Regions from separate parts of the Sus scrofa genome. Here region 2 is linked to region 1. A link is a contact called in public HiChIP or PLAC-seq data. All regions are on one chromosome and are shown on one strand. Each heading gives the region's core, a stretch centred on a gene start, on an enhancer-like site or on the middle of the called end of the contact. The rest is flanking DNA. Distances are from core to core; before and after follow the strand shown. Region 1 holds the start of PLD1 (phospholipase D1). Region 2 holds the start of FNDC3B (fibronectin type III domain-containing protein 3B).

What was found. HiChIP or PLAC-seq counts read pairs in DNA pulled down with a chosen protein or histone mark.
Region 2: an H3K27ac HiChIP or PLAC-seq map of alveolar macrophages shows a contact between it and region 1. The contact joins the promoter of FNDC3B here to the promoter of PLD1 in region 1. A contact is called at or near these places in 2 of 47 Hi-C or Micro-C datasets (embryonic fibroblasts and skeletal muscle) and 2 of 2 datasets of contacts at active chromatin or transcription factors (alveolar macrophages and skeletal muscle).

The regions. Positions count from the first base shown.
Region 1 is chr13:110,371,883-110,379,323 of Sscrofa11.1, reverse strand. It overlaps PLD1 (phospholipase D1), which reads left to right and starts at 3,005. Exons shown (of 27, transcript NM_001244589.1): 1 at 3,005-3,248.
Region 2 is chr13:110,582,989-110,590,429 of Sscrofa11.1, reverse strand. It overlaps FNDC3B (fibronectin type III domain-containing protein 3B), which reads right to left and starts at 2,966. Exons shown (of 26, transcript XM_021069801.1): 1 at 2,750-2,966.

The DNA.
Region 1 (7,441 bases), core at 1,756-4,255:
TTGAGAGGGTTATCAGGAGACAAGAAATGAATGTAGATCCTTGCTCTGAAGGAAAAGGCCCCTAGGGGCTCAAAGACTCAAGACAAGGCTGAGAGACAAGACTGGAAACAGCGGATACGAAGGAAGTTCCAGAGGGTTAAAAACAAATCAGGAAATGGGAAACTGTCTCTAACTGGGTCACCGGGTCAGGGCCAAGCTGCTGCGACAGCTACTGCCTCTGCTCAGTGAGCCCAACCCCGAAGCTACCTGCTCCCTCCTTCCTTGGGATTCCCTCCACCTGGCCTACAGAGTAAATGGAGTTGGTGGTGGAAATAGAGAGGAAGGATCTGCCCTTTGCCTTGGAGACTGGTGCCTAAATCGCCTAAATTGCCCTCTTGTTGAGACTATACACATTTGGGGAGATGTAATTCTTCTTTATAAGAAAACAGAATTATCAGATATGACAATGAATCCTGGGCACCCAAAAATAATCCAGATGATTTGGACAGCAGGGTACATATAAAATATACCACAAAGTAAAATCTGGGGGAGCACACTGGCATGTAAATTTTATAGAGTATTCTATAAATAATATGTATATGTATAGATGAACAATATGCTTCTATTAAAAGCATCAGTGCAAATTAACGAGAAATAATATCACAGAAAAAAAAGCAATAGGTATGAATAGATCATTTTCAGTAAATTATAAATAATAAACATGAAAAATAGTGTTCATTATTGATTATTGGAGAAATGCTGATTAAAACACAGTATGATTTTGATCCATCACATTTTCAAATTATAAGCAAAATAATAATATTGGAAGGTATTTTTTCAGCATCTCAAAGAGCTTCAAAAATGTTTATAAATGTTGATCTAGTAGTAGTTCCTCTTTTAAGACTCTATTCTAAGAATTTAGAGTCCTCACCTCAAAATTCTAAATCTCAACAAAGATTGGTATCCACAGTGTTCATTTCAGAATGACTTAAAAATTTCCAAAAGGTCTGGAAACACCCTAAAAGCCATCAATAGATGAATAGATAAGTAAATAATTAGAACAATTAGCAAATAATAAATAGTAAATAATTCTTCAACCACTAAATTGAAAATTTTAGTGACAGCAAAAATACTCAATTTATAAATATTCAGTGAGATAAACAAGATTCTAAATTTTATAATGGGGTGTTAATTTTGAAACAAATGTTTATGCAGAGAAAACAAAAAGGAAATATTACAAAATGGTATTAGTGGTATGTGGTAGGATTATAGGTAATTTTAATAAAAAATTGCTTTCTATAATCTCCAAAACCTTGTATTTTTGTAAAACATAAATGTAAAAATTATAAAAATGGGCATATATTTACTTTTATACTAAGAAAAGATTAAAACTGAAGAGGATTTAGAATACCACTGGTCTGATAAAAATGTCAAATGTTTCCAAATGGATATACAAGAGGATTTCATAGTCATTTTTTCTTGACATCTCTGACAATATGCAAGATTTGGAAAAACAACCACTAACAATCAGCAAATCTCTCAGGAAAAATTACTTACAGAATGGTACTATATATAAAGCTTATCTTTGACAGTCCATAGCTTAAGTTTATCGTTAAACAACATATGGCATTTTCCTATTTTATTCCTCTAGTTCAGGGAAGCAGAAATTCTATTACTGTGAGTGCACTTAAATATTTTATTTCCAATTATAGTTAATAGAAAAACCTATTGCCAAATGTTTTCATGATGACACTTAGAACCTTGGGACGCAATATTATAGCCCACTGCTTCTCAATCAAAAGTGTTATAATTTCTAAATACAAGCTTGTAAGAGTGCATTGCTTGTATGTATAAAACTTATCAAATCATCTGTGACTAATAAAACTTGAGAAAGAAGGGGAGGAAAGGGTATTCAACCTTTCGGTAACATGCTTGTCTTATACTTGCCAAATTCCTCTTAGGCAATACTCTGTTCAGAGAGCCATGTGTTTAATTGTAAAAATCTGTCAGTCTCATAGGATTCAAAAGATATCAATCATTTTTGTCAACAAAGAAAAGAGTGAAGGCTATGTGACTCTTCTTAGGAAAAGATGTGCTCAAGAGGGAAAAAAATGCAGTCCAGGGAGGGCTGAGCAACTATAGGTTACAGGAAAACAAGAGTTCCAGACTATAATTTCATTCCTCCTCCTCTACTTTGGAGTCGAATATTATATTTTTCATTTCACATAGTTCCATGTGCTCAGTAAGATTATGCAACTCGGCCAGTCTCGGCCGTGCAATATCCACTAAATGTTTTATAGAGGCCATCAATATTAGCAGTTTGGGGTATGTGGAGGCCATAGCTTCCTTCGGCTTTGGCAGAATGGCAATGTTGTGTAATGAAGTTGGAGCTGGCCTATATTCAAAGCTATATTTCAAAAGGGCTGCTAGTCAAGCCACATGACAAGTGGTTCTTTTTTTCTTAGGACTTTATTCTAAGTGGCCATCAAAACTGCTGTATTACAACAGTTCCATGGGTGGAATGGGAATTTTCCATGTTTTACTCCTGATTTATTATTTTATACTAAGATTTCTGAATTATACCTTACTCGAGCTTTAAAGACATCAGGACACAAAGTTCAGTTTCCTGAGTTCTTGGTTGGGTGATCTTAGGCTGGTTACTTCACTTTTCTGCCTCAGTGTCCTTGCTTGTAAATTAGTGATACATCTACACCAGGGAGTTGGAAGAAAGCTTATAGATGACTTCGACAAAACTCCAACTCCTTAATTGTGTCACCTCAGGCAAGTTATTTCACTTTTTTTTTTTTTTTTAAATCTTAATCCCTACTTGTAAAATAGACCAATTGTGGTTACCAGCTACAATAGATTATGATTAGATACAAAGTTCCTACAGCAGTGCCTGGGCACTGGGCGGCTCAAGAGGACCCGATAATACAATAAAAATGCTAGCGAATATGCCCTCGGTTGACGCGGCTGGGTTATGAAACTTTGGGAGAAAAGAGAAACAGAAGCGGGGACCAGGAAAGAGGACCAGCTTCCGCGCCCTCCTGACCAGCGGGGCGACCAGCCTGCGCTGCGACTCTCCCGGACCGGCACCACCTCGCCCCACCCCTGCCAGGCCTGCGCGAATCCGGGCGGCGGCACAGCGCGGTCCCCAGTCAGGCCCTCCCTCCTTCCCTCCTCCCGCGCCTCCTGCGGTGCCAGCTGCGTCCGAGCCCCAAGAAACCGCCGCCGCCGTGCCGGTTCCTGCGGCCGCCCTCGCTCCACAGGTAGGAGCCGTGCCGTGGTCCGGGAGCCTGGATTCCCCCGCGCTCGCCCTCCGCCCCTCCTCCCGCCGGCCCCAGGCAGCTGGCTGCTCCCCGCCCAAGTTGGACGGGACCTTGGCAGTGGCGTTGGCGGCCGGCGCCAGCGCCGTGCGGCCTCGCAGGACCGGCTTCCCTAGCAGCCCCACGGGGTCTCCTGTGCAAGCCTTGGTCCCGGGTTCCTGCAGAGCGGACGCTGACAACTTCGGCGCGCACTTTTGTCAGGGCGAGCGGCTGCCTGGAGCGCAGAACCGTTCTGGCTCCAGGCCGAAGTTGGGGCGTGCTCTGCAGGATGCACCCACCCACCTCGCCGCCAGGGACCCCAGTGCCGTGTGTTGGATGCCTCTGTGTTACTTCGCGCGCCCGGGGTTAGCGTGCGCTGTGAAATGACCGGGATGGCGGGTGCGATGGGACTAGCATCCCAGACCAACCAGGAAGTGTTGCATTCCGAGGCTTAAAGCCCAGCCTGCCAGATGCACCGTCCTGGCGTGTGGCCACACAGCTGCTCGCGGGGGCGCCCACGAGATGATGACGCCAGGGTGGGGCTAGGGAAAGGAGGCAAGGAGCTGGGCGTGTGTAAAGAGATTTATTTTTCTCGCCCCATCTCAACGAATTTGTGGCTTAGGTCTGGGATCCAAGAGGGCGGTGCTCCAAGCCTCGGATAGGATTTTGTGACGCCCTTCGGAACTAACCCTTGTGGAATCAGCTCAGTACTACAGACACGCCTGTATTTGTTCCTTTTCCAAGTCTCAGATTATTGTCTTCTTTATTTCCTCTGTAAAGTAGTAAACGCAAGTAGATTTTTAAGGACGACAAGGGTTTCTACGTTTGCTTACCCATAGGTTTCTCCGCAGAATGAGGAATTCGCTAAACTTTACCTGCCGGGCCTGCCAATTAGTTTAGACCACCTTTTGAGTGCTTTCCCAGGGCTTTTGGGAGTCCAGGCACCTAGAGACCTTTGTGTTGGGTTTAATGGCTAGTTAATGGTAGTGCAATGAAAATGTAAGGCATGAAAAGAATCTACAGCTTGAGCTATGAACAGACACCACAATTACACACTGCCTATTTAAGAAAGAATTTCTTTCAGTATTCAATGTTTTATGATAACATATATAAAAGTGAATTGTACACAGGCTTTTAACTTGAATTTGCACTCAGCCTTTAAATGTCGTTTGGGGATCTTTTCCCTAATTGGTTGAGCTCCCAACCTGTCTTCTCAGGATCTGGTATAATTCACAATCCATATTAAAAAAATGTGAGTAGTTAAGGCTTTGAGGAAGATGTGTCTTTACCATGTTTGTCCATGATGTCAGACTATTTGTGGAACATGATGAGAAGTACCTGTAACGTTGGTTGATTGACTTATAACTAAGTAGTGGGGACTCTGTTCTTTGGAAGTTGTCTGATTACTAAATGTGTTTCTTAATTAAAAATTGTTATAAAATTCATTTAACTTTAATTATTACAGAGTTTTTAAAGTTATTTTATTTCATTTTATTTTTATTGTGATAAGATACATATAAAGTAAAAAAAGATACACATAATGTAAACTGCCATTTTAACCATTTTTTTGTATACAGTTCAGTGTCATTAAGTACTTTCACATTATTGTGCTACCATCAAGACTATCCCTCTACAAAACTCTTTTCATCTTTCTTTTGGATTTTAATAACATGTTATTGATAAGGATTGTGATGCAAGCTTTAGGTTTCTCATTAAGCAAGGTTTGAGTTCCTTTTCATAGCTTTAGAGAAATTCATTTTTAAAGAAGAGAAGTGGAAAGCTGTAGCCAGACTCTGTTTAGTAAATCTATTTATTTATTTAATTTTTTAATTACTCAAATGAATTTATCACATCTGTAGTTTATAATGATCATCACAGTCCAAAAAAAAGTAAATCTTTTTTAAAATTAAAGTACAGTTGATTTACAGTGTTTCTTCAATCTATTTAGTAAATTTAATCTCCATCAGGAAAGGATAAGCTTGTGAGCTATTTCCATTTGTAGGTAAAGCTACTGTGAAGTTTAGCCATCAAGTGGGCGAAACAAGTAAGAGAATTATTGTTGATAGTTTCATCTCCTTAGTATCTAAGAGAAAAATGAAATACTTTTGTCTTCTTAGCAGTGAGGTAGCGTGTTTCTAAATTATGCTTGAGCTTAGGTTGTCCACAGCTTTTTAGTAACCAAAAGCAGTTTTGATCAAGCTAGCGGCTACGTTGTAGCAATTTCCTTTCCACTCCAGGTGTTTACTAAAGATGTATGCCAGAGGAGCTAGCACATAAGATATAGCCCTTTAAATTGGCAGTTAGTCTGAGTCATGTAGATGAGGGGAGCTGGAGCTGTGAGAGCTGTGAGAGTTTTATGTTTATAATCCTATAAATTTTAGCACCGTGAAATAAAATGTAGTTTCTGCCACTGGTGTGAATGAATATTGTTGCAGAGTTAAAATGCAACAACTTGTAGGAGTTCCTGCTATGGCTCAGCCCGTTAAAGGATCTGGCCTTGTCTCTGTGGTGGTGAGGGTTGGATCCCTGGGCCCAACCCAGTGCAGTGCGTTAAGGATCAGGGGTTGCCACAGTTGTGGTGTAGGTTGCAGCTGTGCTGGCTGGATCCCTGGCCAGGAATTTTCATATAACATGGGTGCCACACACACACACACACACACACACACACACACACACACACACACGCGCGCGCGCGCACGAAAGAAAGAAAGAAAGAAAGAAAGAAAGAAAGAAGGAAAGAAAAAAAGCTAAAACTGCTAACCTAAGTTTCCCGTAAGCCTGTGACATTTCTGATTAGAAAAGGGATCATATAAACCATATCTCATGCTGCAATGGAAATGCATTCTGAATATTAGTTTTCCTAAATCCATAGTGCAGTTAAAATCTGGATCCCAGATGTTTTAGTGCTGGGTTATTGAACAACAGTGTATGCTATGTAAGTGTTTCATAGTGTCACTGTTATATTTTTCCTTTGTGTTGTGTAATGCCTAATTTTTGAATTTATTGAACACATACTCTGCGACAGAATAAAATGATTTTCTTGCTTAATCGACACTTAAAGGTGTTTACTGTTCGCCAGGCACGGTTCTAAGCATCTTGCAAACGTGAACACATTTTATTTTCAAAACAGTCCTGTGGAGTAGATAATAGTCCTACCATCCTCATTTTATAGATGAGATAATTTGAGGCACAGCAAGGTCGTACAGCTAGCCCATGGCAGAGCTGGAGTTCCATCTCAGGTATCTTTAATGCAGGGTTTTGGCACTGCTATCTTACCAAAAAATTATAACCTGAGAACCTACCCTCCTATCAAATAAACTTTTTTCATATTGTTACATTCCTATCTTGTCCTTGTTCTCGGGGATAAACAATTGGACATAACTGCAACTGAAGTGCAACCCAGACAATCAGTTCACATCAGTGGAGGAGATGAAAGTGGAGTGTGGTTATGTCCAGCTCTGTGAGCAGTGGGGCAGTGTCCTGGAGGCCCTCCACTGATCTCCTTTATTCTTGGTTATGAACAGCTTGGGACAGGGACCCTGGGAGGGTCTGGGGAGACCGGTGTGTTTATTGGGGGGTGGACTTATTTGCCAATCAGAAGGGAAATGCTTCAAAATTTTAATAATCATTATGACCATCCCAGAACTAATCTGTTAAATAAAGGCCTGGGTTATGTCAGGGGTGGACAAAGCAGAAGCCTAAGACTGACTATGGGTCCTAAAAAAAAATCTTGCTGCTCAGGGCTCTAGAATCCTGAATTCCTTCTTCAATTGCTGGTTATGGCTGTGACCTCGGGCTCCCCCTGGATGAGAGGAATATTTTATTCTGTACTCAAATCTTTTTTTTTTTGAGCTTTTTGGATCTAGAGTTGGGGACCTTTTGAAAACTTCTGACGCACAGAAGAAAATCAGCCAAGAGCAACATGGAAATAAAAATAACTTCATTGGGCAGATTGTGTTGTTGAGACAGGGAGACTTCTAAGGGCATAAACTGACAAACTTTGTATTAAGAACTGAAAACTTTAAGTTCAGTATTCAACCATGATTCTTTTCAAAGCAGGCTTTTACAGACAGTGTACATTTGGATGAAGGAGAATAAGGAATAAACAGAGGAAAAGGAAAGCAGTGGAAAAGGAAGGAGAAACCAGTGCAGAGAGA
Region 2 (7,441 bases), core at 1,717-4,216, 210 kb before region 1:
ACTAAAAAACACAATACATGCTACTTAGTAAGCACTAGATTCCAAGACAGAGTAGATATTTACACAGTCCTCTAATGAATTTTAATCTATGATTGCAACACCAAATGGTCACTTCCCCTCCCTAGGCCTCATTTTCCTAAAACTGAAGTTGGGAAGGTCTCAGGTTTTAAATTCTAAGGATGATATCAAATTCTACCCGTTAAATGAAGTGTTAAGCAAAAGGGGCACAAACTCCTACAGAGTAAACTACTACCTAGGCTCCTAGAGCTAGCTTCCGAACAGATCCCAAGCATTCTTCCAGAAACCCCAGAAGACTAGCTCTCCAGTATAGTCCATGGTCTGATGTGAGCTATTTATAAAGTCTGTCTTAAAAGGTTACTGGAATATCTTTCTGAAATTGTATATACTGTAATTAGAAGCTACAACCTCCTATTCCATGATGATATCTTGCAGTTTTAAGATCTCTCTTTTAAAATGAACACTATCTTTACGTAGAATTTTTTTCTCTTAGAAGTATTTAAACCAAAACATTTTAAAAGCATATACGAATTTAAGTACCATTTGTTAGTGACTTCTCATACCAGCTATGCCTCATTCTTGGCCAGCTTGTGGATGACCCTCTAGGGTCTAAACAATGTGAGGATTATAACCTTACAGGTAAGGTCCCCTTGCAGGACCAGGACCAGAAACATGCCCAAAGACTTTACCCTGGCTAACAGCTGCTCCTCGGGAGCCAGGAAATTTACTGAACGCTTATTCCACCAAGGCCGCCTCCAATCAGGGGGAACCAAGAGCCCCTATACAAGGCAGAAAACCACGGGCTGTTCTTGGCTGTGGCTGCGGACATCTTCCCTCGGGCGCTGTCTAGGGCCCCAGAGTCACAGCTCTAACTTGAGAGAGAAGAGCAACTCAGGCAGTAGAAATCAGAACAGTGGTGCCTTTTTTTTTTTTTTTCCCCCCCAGAGCGTGCATTTTTGCCCAAGGCCTGAAGCCTCAAAAAAAAAAAAAGTGTTATTCCAGAGCAGATTCCTTTTCTTCCGGGTCTGTCTGCTCCCTCTCTTTACCCACAACCACTGTGCCTCCCCTTTTCCCAATGCCCCACCTCTCTCCAGTTTAAAAAAAAAAAGAGGGGTGGGGGTGATATATTCCCTCTTCCTTAGCTTTCCCTAGCAGGGCCTGGAAGCTGGAGGAAATTCAAATCAAATTAACTGCACATTAAAAAATAAACAGACAAGCCATCAGGGGGGTGCCCACCCAACAAAAGACTTCGCCCGTTCCAAAATATGATTAAGCCTGTGTGGAAGAGAGGGAGGGAGATTAGAAACTAACAGGGATGGAGAGAGAAACGCGTGGATCTGGGGCCCCAGCGTCGGCCCATCGCAGCCAAATTCCAAATTTTGTTTCAAGAACTTGCTGGACTGAAGAGAACAGAAATTAAAGTTTTTCCTTTCAAGAAAGTCCGCAAACGGTAATGTCTGGATAAACTGCCATTGCTTTCCCTCCGTCAGGAACAGCAGAGTAGGTGGTGAGGTTCGAAAAGCTCCAACCCCAACCGCGCACTCCTGGAAGCCTCCCGCCAACGGCGCCGCCAGGCAGCCCAGCCCCGTCTCCAGGGACACTGGGCCCGGGTGCTCCGGATCCCACCGGGCGCCCAGACCGGACCTTTGGGAAACTTCGCGGGCATAGCCGGAGGCCCCACTTTCGCCCAGAATGACAGGCCCTTCCCACGCCGGCAGGCCCCCGCCGCGCCGAGAGCACCAGACGGTCCGCGCACCCCTCCCGGCCGCCTCGGGGCGCGGATTCCTCCCGCCCGCCCCACCCCCGGCCCGGGCGCCCCTTGGGGTGACCCACTGACCGGAGCTACGCTGGCCCACACACCGGGTCGCCCGCTCCTTCCCGCCGTGCCCCACTCCCCCGCCCGAGCTTCCAGCCTCTAGGCTCGCCGAGTCCAGCCGCGGCCGCCGGTTACCGCCCCCAGCCCGGGGGGAGCCCGGGGGGCAGGACGGGGAGGGAGGACGTGGCGCGCACTGAGGTGGCCAGCGGCTAGGCGGGGAGTGTCCCGGGGAGGCCTGGCCTGGGCGGGGGGCCGGTGCGGGCTCGGGACCCTCCCTGTGTGCATCCAAGGGTCGGAGGTCCTGGCCCGCCCCGCCTGGCGCAGAGAGGCGGCCCCAACTTCTAGCCCCTCTTTGCACGCCCGCCCTCCTCCCTTTACCATATGGAAATCTACAGCCTCAGAAAGTGACACGTCGAAGATTCCTCGGCCTCTCCGCCCGCCCTCCCCCTCCTGGGCAGCGTTCCTGCCGCGGAGATTCCGGGAGGGGGAGCGGATTCCTCGGACAAAATCTGCTGGGAAGGCTGGGGAGGGCGAGGGGGGGAGGGAAAGCCCGGGAGCCACTGCCCAGATATTTTTTCCCCGATCAAGAAGAATCTACCCGTTTCTTTCCTTCCTCCAAGCCTTCACCAGCTGGGGGGACGAGCGGGGACCCGGAGCCCAGTAAGACGCGGCCCCAAAGGGGAGGCCGACCCCCTCCTGGGCCCCGTGTTCCCGGGGTGCCCAGAGGAGCGCGGGGCGCTCAGGCACTCTGGCGCCAAGTTTTCTCGGGAAGTCTGGCGCGCCCGGAGCGCTCCGGGACAGGCAAGCACTTTGGCGGACTCAGCGTCCGGCTGGGGCTTTCCAGCGCGCTGGGACCCCAGCGGCTGAGACGCGGGGTCCGGATCCCCTCCAGTCTCCTGCTCCTGCACGCCTTACCTTCCCTCGGGCTGAAACGCGGGGCTCCGGGCGCGCCACACACCGGGTCTACCACGCCTTCCCAGCCGCCAGCCCCGAGGATCCCTGCCGCCCCTTTGCTGCTCCCGCCGCCGCCGCCGCCACCGCTCTCCTCCGCCTCCGGCCGCAGCCGCCGCTCAAATAACTACCAGGAGGGTTAGATGGGGGATTCCGCCATGTCAATGATGTCGGGACCACATGGGGATTTGAGGCCCGCCCACTGCCGTAATCTGCCGAGTATAACCGCCGTTTTAAGTAAAGATTCGCAGGAACTATGGGATCCTCCTTCCCCACTAGGCCTGCATAACTATCCTAAAACTCTTTTTGGTTCAGCCAGAATAACGTAAAGGCTTAGGGAACGAGCAACTCCTGAAAGGCGAAGACTTCATGTTCTGCAAATGATTGCAACATCAATATAAATGCAGTGTCTGCTAAGTAATAATCAGAGTTGAGACTGACATTTTTTCATGTATTAACTTTTTTAAAAATCCCCACAACCTTGTGAGCTATTTTGTCACCTCCCTTCTCTGTTTCCCATAGAACTTTGTTCATATGGTTTATACAGCGTGAACAGATTATATCAAAGTTCAGTACCCAATATGCGCTCACAAGAGCAGAGACTCTTTATTCATATCTGTATTTCTGTATCAAACATAGAACAACGCGAAGGCCACAACAGCTTTCATTAAGTAATTGCTAAGTTTATATTAAGTCAAATGTCATGTCTCAGAAATTCCTGCCCTGGCTCAGTGGAAACTAATCTGGTTAGCATCTATGAGAAGGCAGGTTCCATCCCTGGCCTCGCTTAGTGGGTTAAGGATCTGGCAACGCGGTGAACATGATGTAAGTTGCCGACATGGCTCAGATCTGGCGTTGCCGTCGCAGAGGCGGGCAGCTACAGCTTCGATTCACCCCTAGCCTGGGAACCTCCATAGGCTGCAGGTGCGGCCCGAAGAAAGAAAAAAGAACAAAAAAAGTCATGTATCCTGTCGTACAGACTCAAAATGGTTATCAGACTGCATCCCATCCCACCTTTCAAATTATCCAGGGAAACAAGTAGAAGTTATCCCAGAGAGGCCACCTTCCTTTTTAGCTTCCCAGGTATTCGAAATAATCACATTTAGCCTCAATTGTTAGCCTACAAAGCAGAAGTAGGTAGTAACCAGGAGGCAACCTATTACTCTCATTGACCTAAAAAATATATAACAACCATTTATCAAATAAAGTTATTGTACAAAGTACTGCATTAAAGCCAGAAGAATATAAAAGAATACTGAGAAATAGCTCCTTTCCCTGTGGAATTTGCAATTCTTTTTTGGAGATGAGGGGGATAATGGCAAATCCAGACAAGTGGGGTCCTCCCTGGCTTATAAATCCTAACCAGCTTCTTTCCCCAAATATTCGCAAAGGGTGTCTTGAAGCCATCTTTCTAGAACATGGTTCCAATCCTAGGTCATAGTTCTGCATTGGAAGAGTTGTGGGGAAGCAGAGGTTCTCCAGCTCCTGCCTCAGTGTCTCACTTGTTCCTGAGCCCTGGCCTCCAATCCAGCTGAATTCATATATTTTAATCACCTCTGCCCCTCTGTCTGAAGCATACTTTTTCCTCTAGCCTCTCTGAAGATCATTTCCTCATCTTTGATCACTCCCTCCCTTCCTGTAGCCTCACAGCTCTTTTCCCCACAATCTCAAAATTCTTTTCAGTTCTCACATTGCTCTAAAGTTAGTATGTATCTCTTCCACTTGACTGGATCTCGTTCATTTTTGTATATCCAGCATCATCCTAGCATTGTGCTTTGAATATAGTGACCCCCTTATAAATGTTGTTGAATAAATTAATTCTAAAGTATGTAGAAGAACCTGAATTACTAGGTAAAAGGAAAAACTTCAGAGGGTAGAAGTTTGAATTCAAGTATAGAGATACATGCTTGGCCAAGGAGGTAAAAGTAGACAAGAGAAATTCAGAAGACAGAATTAGATCTCCCAATTTCTTCCACTAGGCCAAATTAGTTCTATGAAGAATCGATGATACAAAATGCCTTAAAATTTAAAATGTATGTTCGTAGGTATATAACCTCAGTATGTCATTTGTCTTCTTACCCTAATATCTAGCATCAGTTTTGACAGAGAATAGAAACACATTAAATGTTTCCAAAATGAGAGGAAGTATGGTGTAGTGGGAAAAGCAAGGAAATTATAATTACACAAAAGCCAGTAACATTGGGCGAGTTTTTTAAGTTCTCTGAGCCTGGGTCATTTACTTTTTAAGTGGTGATACTGACTTCCTGCTAGGTTGTTGTGAGAAGTAAAACACTCAAGCACCTGATACTCAATAAATAAATACTGGTTCCTCCTTGAATAAATGGATGAATGGATGAAGACGCCTTTCCTGGAGCAAAACTTTTGAAAAGGCTCCCAACTACATGTTGAGGGATTTAAATTTAGTGCAATGAGAAATCACTGTGAGGTTATAAAGGCATGAAGTGATTGAAGTAGGTTTCAAAGTTGATTATTCTGGCAGCAGGCTATAGAACAAGGTTCACGTCAGAGAGGCATGCCCTGAATCCATGTGGGAGATGATGAAGTCTTAGGCCAGAGAGGTGATTCCACAAACAGGAAAGAGGACCCCAAACTAAGGCAATGAGTATTACTGTCTGCTGTTGACAACTCACATCATCTGCCACCCTAGATCCTAAATTATAGAAACATAGTCTTAACTTTGCTCCAAAAGCAGCTTAGGACTTGCTTAAGTACAAAAATTAACATCCAAATGAGAGCAGAAGTTAAGGCCAATATCAAAATATACAGACTTGTAAAGTCTTCTATCAACTATGCAATGTAGGCTGAGTCTTATTTAAAAATTTAAATAAATAAAAGGTTCAAGGTCATACTTCCTGACCACAGATAACTTGTAACAAAAGAAATGAAATTTTAACATATTTGAAATTAGCATTTAAACAATCTCAGAGTTCCCATTGTGGCTCAGTGGTAACAAATTCCACTAGTCTCCATAAGGATATGAGTTTGATCCCTGGCCTCACTCAGTGGGTTAAGGATCTGGTGTTGCCATGAGCTGCAGTGTAGGTTGCAGACTCGGCCCATATCCCATGTGGCTGTGGCTGTGGCTGTGGCTGTGGCTGTGGCTGTGGTGGAGGCCGGCAGCTGTAGCTCCAATTCAACCTCTACCCTGGGAACTTCCTTATGCCATGGGTGCAGCCCTAGAAAGACCAAAAAAAATAAAAGAAGGAAAAGAAAAAAAAAAAAAAAGATCTCAAACCATTAAATCAGTAATACTTCTCAGTTTAAAATTTCTAAATTCAAACCTCTTTCTCAAAGATCATTATATCTAGTAATCCCTAATATACAGAAGACTCAGCCATGTTCTCAGTCTCCATATCCTTCCTTTGCCTATAGTTGAGGTGGCTAGATTCTTAGAGGCAGGTTCAGTCTTGCCTCTAATCTTGAAACTTAATCTTGACCTTAGAGGGCATCTACTTTTTGTTCTAATGTCCTGAGCTAGATCTGATACCAGCTTCAATATAAACATTGATAAAAAGCTAATTAATCTTGTTTTGAAGAGCATTCAGAATTTATTAGAGTACAAACTAAAGGATAGCCACTTCAATCAATAACAAAATCTAAGAGCAGTGTTGCAACTTCAATTAAACACATTTCTCCAGAATAATTTAACCAGTCAAAACTGTAGTTTCACCTTCAAATATATATACATATTTTTAAGTCATTTCAAACAAGAATATCTATCTGTCCCAGAGTTACCAGAACTATTCAGGTAGAAACCGAATGGCTCTCAGGGCTCATAAAATCACAGGGTTGATAAGAGCTCAAGGTTTTTGGCCTGCTCCTCCTCCCAAATCAGAATCTTTGCTCACATGTCAGTAACAGCCAAGCACCCAGCCTCAGTCTGAACACCACCAGAAAAGGGAAAACGATTCTCTCCAAGACAGCATTTTATCAACAACTCTAGATCTAAGCCAAGTCTTCTGAAACTTGCTTCCTTGCAACTTTCTCCCACAAGTCCTGTTTATGCCCTCTGGAGGCAGGTAAAATAGCAACAGCCACTTCCCTTCCAATGAATTGACCATACCTGTCACACCTATTCTCTTTTCCTAAATAAATGTCTCTGACATGCTGAACTCTTCTCAACATATGGCTTCCAAATCTCTCTCCATCCTTTCTTTCCACCACTTCCGGGGGCCTAATTGTCTAAAAGCTGTGGAAGCTGGGTGTTCAAAATATTTCAGACATGGTTAGCACACAGCCACAGAGTGATACCCTTTCTTGCTTTACTTTGGACAAAATACTTGTATCATTACAGTTTAATATTGTGCTAATTTTCTCAGTGGTCTCTTCATCCTGCTAATTTCATGCTTCTCCCATGAAAAGCTGTCAAGCTGGGCATACATTAGAATACAACTGATTTTATTTTAATTGATTTTTATTAATGTTAAATAGTTGAATATTTAATTTTATTAAATTTGTAAATTTCATTCTCACATTCCAGCCTACCTAGTACTTTCCAGACATTAAGTCAATCATCAAAAAACCTTTCCAAGGTTTGTGACATTGATAAGTATGATAAGCATGATTTTCATGTTGCCATCCAAGTCACTAATAAAGCACAAAACAAGGCCAAAGCCTACACAAGTAATTTTTCTC